3 separate regions of the Mus musculus genome follow, and regions 1 and 2 are each linked to region 3. A link is a contact called in public HiChIP or PLAC-seq and promoter capture Hi-C data. All regions are on one chromosome and are shown on one strand. Each heading gives the region's core, a stretch centred on a gene start, on an enhancer-like site or on the middle of the called end of the contact. The rest is flanking DNA. Distances are from core to core; before and after follow the strand shown. Region 1 holds the start of Slc39a14 (solute carrier family 39 (zinc transporter), member 14). Region 2 holds the start of Ppp3cc (protein phosphatase 3, catalytic subunit, gamma isoform). Region 3 holds the start of Tnfrsf10b (tumor necrosis factor receptor superfamily, member 10b).

What was found. Promoter capture Hi-C pulls out the DNA fragments that hold promoters and counts their contacts. HiChIP or PLAC-seq counts read pairs in DNA pulled down with a chosen protein or histone mark.
Region 1: a promoter capture Hi-C map of frontonasal cranial neural crest shows a contact between it and region 3. The contact joins the promoter of Slc39a14 here to the promoter of Tnfrsf10b in region 3. A contact is called at or near these places in 3 of 39 promoter capture datasets (cranial neural crest, frontonasal cranial neural crest and pre-B cells), 1 of 484 Hi-C or Micro-C datasets (CD8 T cells), 1 of 115 datasets of contacts at active chromatin or transcription factors (pancreatic cancer cells) and 1 of 9 other capture datasets (liver).
Region 2: a contact with region 3 is called in an H3K4me3 HiChIP or PLAC-seq map of bone marrow-derived macrophages, with 5 times the contacts expected there. The contact joins the promoter of Ppp3cc here to the promoter of Tnfrsf10b in region 3. A contact is called at or near these places in 3 of 39 promoter capture datasets (the HPC-7 cell line, cranial neural crest and frontonasal cranial neural crest), 2 of 484 Hi-C or Micro-C datasets (CD4 T cells and CD8 T cells) and 1 of 115 datasets of contacts at active chromatin or transcription factors (bone marrow-derived macrophages).

What each region holds. Positions count from the first base shown.
Region 1 is chr14:70,350,101-70,353,069 of GRCm38.p6, forward strand. It overlaps Slc39a14 (solute carrier family 39 (zinc transporter), member 14), which reads right to left and starts at 1,324. Exons shown (of 10, transcript NM_144808.4): 1 at 1,180-1,324.
Region 2 is chr14:70,287,745-70,290,946 of GRCm38.p6, forward strand. It overlaps Ppp3cc (protein phosphatase 3, catalytic subunit, gamma isoform), which reads right to left and starts at 1,753. Exons shown (of 14, transcript NM_008915.3): 1 at 1,437-1,753. The coding sequence starts at 1,485.
Region 3 is chr14:69,765,647-69,768,913 of GRCm38.p6, forward strand. It overlaps Tnfrsf10b (tumor necrosis factor receptor superfamily, member 10b), which reads left to right and starts at 1,826. Exons shown (of 8, transcript NM_020275.4): 1 at 1,826-2,145. The coding sequence starts at 2,014. It overlaps 4930480K23Rik (RIKEN cDNA 4930480K23 gene), which reads left to right. Exons shown (of 3, transcript NR_130157.1): 3 at 1,419-1,467.

The DNA of each region.
Region 1 (2,969 bases), core at 74-2,573, 580 kb after region 3:
TTCTAGTTGTCAGAAGTTGTGATTCTGGACATGTTTCTGGCTGTTTGGCCAAGGAGGCACGTTGGAACCCCTCAGTGTTGAAGATTTGTTTTAATAGGTAAGGAGTACGGAATTGTACATCTTTTGGATAGACAATTCAGGCTGGTCTCAGTACTAACCTGAACCAGAATAGTGACCAGATAGTCACTCCGGAGCCAGTTTCTATCGTCCCCTAAAATCAGCACCTCCAGCAAATATATCTATCCCAATGACCAGGGGCTAAAAAGAGCTAATGCTACAATTCCAAAGCCAGGTTACTTCACGAAGAGGGGCCTGCCAAAGTGCTCCTGCCTCTATCCTTCCATTTAGGCCACAGGAAAGCACTCCACCCCTCACCAAACCAAACTGAGAGTTCTCTTGAACGCACAAGCCATGTAACTATTTAGACTACAGATCAGCTTAGAATCTAGGCCCCGGGGTGACAGAAGATTCTTAAAGCTGAACCCACAACCCAGAGAGGCAATTTTCCGGCTTAGAATCTACCTCAGGATCACAAGGTGAGTCTGATGGCTACTTTAGCTATAGCTTTAAAACTCTAAGAGGGAGCAGCCGGTAACCAGACCACCTAATTTGGTCAGTCCCAACCTAAGTGAGCCCAAGAGGCATCGCTGCCGTTAGTCAGGGGAGAATTCAGCGCGGTGCCACCCTTGCGGTTATCCACTCCTGCCCAAGCCAACCAGAAGAATCGGGCATCACTCTCCAGCCGGAGGGTGGTCTGGCGTGGGGCAGGGAGAAGGACACATAGGTTCCTGGGATGCAAGATCCAGACACCAGAGCCCCCGAGCAGCCGCCACCGCAGAGCATCTGATCTACCCATCTACTCCGCTTCCTCTGCGCTCTGTGTCCTGGGGCTCTAGAAAGCTCATCTCAGCCTTTCTGAGCAGCTATCGACCTCCCCGGCGTCCTTCTCTGGTTCACACATCCCGGGCCCTGCAGCTGAAGGGACAGCGCAGTGACCTCCTTCTCCTCGCCACCGTGGCACGGCAATCAGGTGCTACCAGGACTGGGCTCAGGGAGTGCGCGGCCTCCCGAAAAGACTCTGGGTCCTCGGCGTGCCGGTGTCTCCAACCCCCACCCGGTGTCCCCCCTAACCCGGAGGCGCCCGACTTCCCATCCTGCCTGCGCCCGGTCCGTCCTCACCTGAAGTCCTCCAGCCGGCAGTCGGGCCCACGCAGCCTCACTATCCAGGGCCCCCCCCCCAAGGCAGCGGGCGACACAGCTACTGAGTGGGTGCGTCCCCGCCAACAGCCACGCGCCCCCTCTCTACGTCCGGCCCCCGCCGCATGCGCATGCCCGGCCATATACCCTGCGCGTCACCGCTGGGCCCGCCCCCGCCTGCTGCCCCGCCCCGCTCCCCCGGGCCTGCCACGTGGGACCGCCAGCTAACAGCGTCGTTACCCTGGCCAACCTGGTCCTCCAGCGTTGTGCATCCCCGGCTCGCATCCTAGCTCTCTCTAGCTTCATCCACCCTTCCTTGATGAATTCCATCCTTGACTCACGGAGGCCCTGCAGGCTCCGCTATTCTCTGGAAACCTCCCATCTGTCCTTCCTAGCCCCTTTTGTGGGAAACTCACAGCGTGACCTTCCATCCTGTCGCTCCTGAGGGAGAGTGCCCCTCTCTTGGTAGACATTTGTGGTTTTAACACTGTTGATGAATCTAAGAGACTTTTCTGTTTTCTCCAATTCTAAAATATTCTGTAAGCAGGATGGAGCGCTTCATAAACTGCTTTTTTTTTTTTTTTTTTTGCCTACCCCAGCCAACCAAAAGAATTAAAATAACTTGTAACGATCCAAATAAAAGATCATATTCATTTTTTTTCAGAGTTTCGCACCTCTTTCTCACAGTTAATCAGATTCCTAAGGAGCGAGGTCAAGCCTTAGGTTTTGTTTGTCCTGGGAGGGAGTCTCTTCCGCTGTAGGAAGGGCCTATTGTGTTGGATACTGAGCCTTGTATATGCAAATTTCTTGAGAAAAATAAACCACCCACTAAACTCTTATTGTTCTATTCAGCTGGATATTAGGATTATTTCCTCTATCGCTTAACCAACTGTCACCTGGGGCAGGGAGGGCCCCATGGAAGAACCTCAAGTGGCACTGGAACCAGTGAATGGCGGGGGTTTCTGTTCTAGCACAGGGAGTGTGTCCAGCTGGCTGTGGTATCTCTAGATTTGTTCAATAGAGAGATGGCATCTAAGTGCTGGGGAAAGTTCCCTCAAAAAGGAAGTGATAGGAGTAGAACTCCATGTCCCTAGAACAGGTGGCAGGAAGAACTCAGCTCAATGGCAGCTTGCTCTTGCGGGCTGGCTAGAGCACCAGAGTGTGGGGCTGGGGGTTGGTGAGGTAATAGCCAATCCTGGTGGTGCACACCTATAATCTCAGCTACTCTAGAGCCAGAAGGATCTCAAGTTCAAGGCCAGCTGGGGCAATTTAGTGAGCTCCTTTCTCAAAAGGTAAAAGGGGGATTTTTGGTTCAGTGTATGCTTAGACCGCACCAAAGCCATGAGTTCGAGGCCAGCAACCGGTTCTGGTAATGCTCACCTGTAATTCAGCACTGGAGAAGTGGGGACAAGTATCACAAGTTCAAAGTCAGCCTTGGGCCCCTTAATGAATTTGAGACCATGCCTGAACTACCTGAGACCCTTTCTGTAAATTAATAGTGAATGCTTTGCCTAGTGTATGCAAGGTCTTAAGTTTAAAAGATATAAAACTACTGAGGCCACTCAGACTCTTCTGGCCACTCTGTTTTTCTGAAATTCAATTATCTTTACTCTGTAATTACAGTACTCCAATGAGTAAGAGGGAGACCCTGTGATGGTCCTCTCATTTACTTTCTGAGTAATTTTGAGGTAATGATAGCTCTTGCAGAATTGCCTCCCGGGCCCCTGCAACTCTATAATAATGCTGAATATTTGCCTTGGTTAAAGTTACAG
Region 2 (3,202 bases), core at 503-3,002, 520 kb after region 3:
GAGATTCTTGCCGGTCTGAGGAGAGCGCCGCTTAAGCCTCGCGCAGACCTCATTTATCCTGGCTTGACTCGGGGATTCAGGTTTAAGTGGTTCCCCTGTCTACTTCAGCTGAGAAATAGGCATATTTTGATAAGAGAAAAATATGGGAAGAAAAAGAAGGACGAAACACTACAATGGTAGAGTGGCGAGAAATCATTTTAACGTGGGAGGAACCCGCCAACACCCTTGCCCTTGCGCAGTTGGTTTGCATGGGCCCGTGCTACCCGGGACAGTTCAGAAGTTAATGTCCACCATGACCTTGCTTCACCAGGGAAGGTTGTAGAAGTGATTCCTGTGTATTAAGAGGCTCAGATCTTCCTCATGGCTTAAATGCTATAAAGCCTTCCACGAAGACCGTCATGGCACTCTAGCTGTTAAAGGACTAAGTCCATTCTATGAACAATTGACTTCAATCCCTAATGATTCCAAATTCTGAGGAAATAAGTCTCAAAAGTACTGTCTGCCAAGGCAGATAACTAACATTTATGACACCAATACTATCCTTCTCTCTCTGAGCACTCAATAGGCTCCCCCTTATTTAAAAAAAAAATTATCATTACTAATCTTAGTTTCCTGTCTCCTAATATCAAAATGAAACGGGGAAATAATTTTTAGTTTTTTCCCACTATGGTGAAAACCACCTCACTCAGAAATAACTGGTCTAAGCATAGCACCTTCTTAGAAAACAGTGCTTTCAAACCAACTATTATTATGGAGGGGTCTTAGAAGTCGGACAATAGAAGCATGTGAATCAGTGGTTATGTTAGACAGGTCCTTTTGGGTAAAGGGCAGAAACTATATCATAAACTCAGAAGATTTAGAAACACTTTCGTGTTTCCTTAGAATAACTGAATATCAGATATAATGAGAGACATCTGGGAGATTATTATTCACCAAGTCCTTATAGCCAAAACTTGTAAGCCCTTTTAAGAAGACTGTGTCACTATCATCTTGTTTCTTTTAATAAAAGCAATGACTTGGGATATGTAGAGAAAGTGAGCCAAACGTGCACAGTATACCCACCACACCCCTCAAAAATAATTTTTTAAAGGGTTTGGTAAGGAGCTGTCAAAAAAGAGCTGAGCCTAAGGAAAGGCATGACTTGGGTGAGTCAAGAGAACTCCCTGCTCACACAACCCAGACGGTGTCCCCAGATGAAAGACCAAAAAGTGGGGAATCAGGAGAAACCGCCTGGATGCTTCGGGAGTGGATGGCGGGCGCGGTCGCTCTATCCACCTCCCGCTAGGTACCCGTCCAGCAGTCACCGGGGACGCCGGCGGACAGCAGCCCGGTCCTCCCCGCGCCCTGCAGCGCCTCCCGCCGCTGCCTCCATCCCCGCTCCTCGAGTCCCCGAGCCGTCGCCCGGCGAGGGCCGTTCCCCGCGGCGCGCTCGGCACCTTTGATGACGCGCTCGGTCGTGGAGAACTGAGGGCGCCTCACGGACATGGTCTCCTCCCGGCTCCGGCGGCCCGCTGGACGCAAGCCGCCGCCTTCCTCCTAGGCGGGCTGCGCTCGGCGAGCGGGCAGCCACCGTGCCGGGCCCCGGAATACGGGGCGTCCTCGGACGGCGGCGGCCGCAGCGCCGCTCCCTCCCTGCGGCGGCGCCCGCGGCTCGGCGGGGACGACCGCGTCGAGAGCTACGGCGACCGCGGCTGAGGGACACAACTAGGGAGACCGCGGCTGCGCGCGGCTGGGGCCCCGCGTGCGCGCCTCCGCGCTCACAACTTCCCGGCGGCCTCGAGGGCCGCAGCCGCGCTCTGCGCACGCGCGGATCTCGGGTCTCAGCTCCGGATTCACTGCTGACCGCCGTCCGCCTCGCGTGGGGCAGATGCTCTGGACGCCCAACCCTGACCTGTAGCTTCTCAAACCAGCCGCTGGGACCTCGGAAGCAGCTGCGACCTTGGGACCAGGCAGGTGTCCTGATTCTTGGTGGCTGCCACTGAGTCTGTGTCCCTCTCATCAGAGAGAGCCCCTATCTCATGAACGCTCTCTCCGTTATCACTGGGGTCCTCCACCCACTTTGTCTCCATAAGAAATTAACCATTCTACCCTGTTTCTCAGGTTACCCTCTCCCATTCACCAACCCCCAAACTTTGAAACCCCTGTCAACTTCATGTTTGTTGCATACAGCTTGTATCTAGCAGCCTAAGTACCTCCGTGGCCATCCTACTCCAGTTCAGCTCCTGGGAGAACCCCGTTTCTGAGAAGCGGTGTCTCCCTTTCTATATACATGAGACAGCAGTCACTCACTGTCTTCTGGGACGCTAGCCCAGGCTTCCTTGAGAAAGGGAATTGACTTCTAACCGATTTCCCCTTATATTGTCACCTGCCTACTTGGACGCATCTATTCCACTGTGGAATAGTGACACACAGTGACACCGCACCTGCCTCCCTACCGTGTGTGAGTGTGTGTGCGCGTGTCATGTATGTGTGGTGTGGAGTAGGTGTGTGTGCATGCATGAAGTGTTTGTATTTGTGTGTGCTGGTGAGCTGGCCCATACGAGCACATATGGAGGCCAGAGGTCGAGGCCATCCTCTAGTGCTCCTACCTTAAATTTAATAGACAGGGTCCCATTAAACTTGAAGCTGACATGCCTGCTAGACTGGAAGGCCAGCAAATTCTCTCACCTGTCCCTCTGCCTGTCCCCTTTCCCCCATAGCACTGAAGTTACAAACGCTGAGGTTGTACCCAGGTTCTATTTGAATGCAGGGACTCAAACAGAACCCCATGCTTGTGTTTCACTGAGCCATTTTCCTCATCCCCTCCTCATATGTTTTTTATTTTGTTTTATTTTTGCAGTGATGGGGACTTGCAATCCCATAGTCAAGTTTCACAATCTGGCTTATTTTTAGGTTAAAAATTGGTCATTATTGCTCCTTAATTAGAAGCCTCTTTCTCACTGAGGACAGGACTTGGCCAGGCAAAAAGTACTTTGCTTTTTTTTTTTATTTTAGCAATGATAATGAAATATTGAAACTTAAATCCAAGGAAACGTACAATTTATAGGCCAACCAGTCTTCATAGTTACTACAATGGCCAATAAGTAACCATATGTGGCATTGTAAATTAAATTTTAGTAGTTCAGTTTCCTCTTGTGTCTTAGCCAAACTTCAAGTGCTGGCTGCATTATTGGCTGTGATAAGACATTTTCATCATTGTAGA
Region 3 (3,267 bases), core at 576-3,075:
AGAGTGCAACGTCATTGTCTTGTTAATCTGGGCCTGTGTTTCTGGCCAGCTCTGGCCAGCCCCAGTTACAAACACATCCTTATACACTGTCCATCTGCCTCCTCCTGGCTGTTTTGTACAGTGAATGTCTCATAGGACTCAGAAGGGAGTAATGACTTATGGCTCTATCTCCTAACCCTGGGAGTATAGACCAAGCACACCCAGGAGAGGGGGTCGTGATCTCACAGGTTGCACATGGGCCACTTACAGCCCCATCCAGTTTCCAGGTATGTCCCATGATACATCAGCTTTTGCTCATGGACTCTCCCTCCTCTGTGGCCTCGTGGGATCTGTGCTGAGAACCTAGAAGGCCAGCTGGCCACAGTGTCTCCAAGCAGCTTCGAGCTGCTTCTTGTAATGCTGGCGTCATCTGAGCCAATTGGGGAGAACTCGGGTGATTAGACAGAAGTTAGATTTTTCTTTCTTTTGAGACAGGGTCTCTATTATGTAGCTGTAGCTGTCTTGGAACTCTCTATGCAGACCAGGCAGGCCTTGAACTCACAGAGGTCCACCAATCAGAAGATACAGGTTCTTAACAAACCGAATACTTTATTTTGGTACTAGAAAGCTTACAGAATTATGTCAGGTTTTAAGCAACTTACTTCTTTGAAAATATGCATTTCCCCCCTACAAAATTTTGTTTGGGGTTGTGGATTAAGAAGTAAACTGAGGCAAATGTGATGATGTTTGTTCAATGATATTCTATACTGGAAATCTGGAGGCCTGAAGCATATGGAAATTCAAACTCTTGTTATAATTGGTTTGCTTTTTCAAGACAGGGTTTCACAACATAGTTCTGGCTGTCCTGGAACTCAGTATGTAGACCAGGATGGCCTTGAACTCACAGAGATCCACTTGCCTCTACCTCCTGAGTGCAGAGATTAGAGGCACCAGTACACCTGCATGTATATGTACGTGTATATATGTGTGTATATATTATATAATGTGTATATGTGAGATATATATGTATATACATATATATATGTGTGTGTATAAATGTGGAGAGAGAGATTGATTGATTGAGATTGTGAAATTACCAAAATGCACTGATGTGGGTAGATGAGGTCATCTATTCTTTTTGTTTGTTTGTGTTTTGTTGGTTTAGGTGTGTGTGTGTGTGTGTGTGTGTGTGTGTGTGTGTGTGTGTTTAAAGACATGGTTTCTCTGTGTAGCCCTGGCTGTCCTGAAATTCACTCTGTAGACCAGGCTGGACTCTAACTCAGAGACCAGCCTGCCTCTGCTCGTGCTAGGATTGAAGTGCTTTACCACCACGGCTAAGTGTGTTCAGTGTTCCAAACGTTACAGAGACACGGATTGATTTCGCTTCTGTTACTGGGGTGAGACCATCCATTCTATCATTTCCTTTTCTGTGTTCTCAGATACTGCCTGGTAGCATACAACTGTAACAAAAACAAATTCAAGAAGAGGAAGAGAAGAAGAGAAGGAGAGATGAAGGAGACAGAAGATGAGGAAGGAGGAGTACTCACTACTACAGACATCTTCAAGTCGGCTCCTCCAGGGACACAAGCTGAAACTCAAAGGTGAATATCATATTAGTCAAAATATGAAGGGACAGGCAGACCTTTGAGTATTACGAGTTGGTTTTTTTTTTTTTAATAAGCATGGGCGTCTCCAACCACGACCTGACAAATATAATAAAAGTGGTGTGATTCTTTAAAAAAATAAAAGTTGTTCAGATTCTGTCCGGCGACTGCTCCCAAGTTTTCATATTAGGTAGGATCGGGGTTGGACGCGTAATCAAGCTCCTCCCAAGGTGGATTTCCCCACCCCTGCCCGGTGCGCGCGCAAGCCCGCGGAGGTTGGAGGTACCACTAAGCGTCAAGTCGCCGCGACAAGAATCCAGAACTTTTCTGGGAGTGAGGAAATCCAGAGAACTTTTTTAGGAGTGAGGGGACAGCCATCCTTCGTGGCTTTTGGGAGCTGAAGCCGCAGGGTTTCGGATGAGCTGACACCATGGAGCCTCCAGGACCCAGCACGCCCACAGCCTCTGCCGCTGCCCGGGCAGATCACTACACCCCAGGCCTCCGGCCACTCCCGAAGCGCAGACTTCTATATAGCTTTGCGTTGCTGCTTGCTGTGCTACAGGTGAGTGTGGCGCGACTGCGGTGCCCGAAGTGGGAAGCCGGCCAGGAAAGGAAATGGCAAGGAAATGTCCTGAGAGCCGGGCGCGCACGTGCGTGTGGTGGGAGAGGTCTGACACTGCGGGGGGTGGGGGGGACACGACTCCGCGGGGGTCCAGGTAGGCCTCAACAGGGAAGCCTAGAAGGTTCGATGGTGGGGTGAGAGGGTTGGGGGGGTGGAGTGAGAGGGGGGGTGGAGTGAGGGGGGGTGGGGGACCCGAAGGTGAGGTGGGTCAGGACTGGATGGGGAGGTGGGCGGAACACTCTAGACTGGGAGGATGTGAGGCGCCGCTCTGGTAGAAAAAGGTCCTGACGGTAGATGAGAGGTCCTCAAAGATGGTGGGAAGAAAGTTCTGGCGTTGGGTTGGGGCTTGTGGAGATGGCACGCGAGGGGCGTGGCGAGCAGCTGACCCAGCAAAAACGCACCAGGGCACCCAAGGTGGAGCAGGGAAAGGGAGAGGGGACAGTGGGCGGAGGAAGGATCCAGTTACCCTGTAGGATCCTAAGGACAGAGAAGGCCATGGTGGGGGAGCCAGGTGGAGGGGGCTGTTGGGGGGAGGGGGTGGAGACCCTCCCTAGCTGCTGGACATCCCTTTCCAGGCAGGAAAGGAAGCCTTGCCTGGTGTTAGCTTTAGCTGCCAGAAAGTTCTGTTCAATTTCCGCGTCACATCACTGACTGTACTTTTTCCAGTTTCTTGGACTCTGCAACTTACTGGGCTTAAAAAGAGTAAAGGGGCCCTGAAGAGCCTAGAATCGGGCCTTTCCCCTTCTGCCAGATGAGATTGTTGAGGGGAATTCCAGTGTCTTGGAGTCCATTGTTTCTAACTTCAAATAGAAAGGCACACAAGTGTCTTTTTAGAGACACTTATTGTATATATTCTTATATTATATTCTAGACTCATTTCCACCAGGCTGGACACAGTTCTCCACCTTCTGTTTTAATACTTCACTGTTGGGCTGGAGAGATGGCTCAGCGGTTAAGAGCCCTGACTGCTCTTCCTGAGTTCAAATCTCAGCAACCACATGGTGGCTCCCAACCATCTGTCATGAGATCTGATGCCCTCCCTCTTCTGGAGTGTCTGAAGAC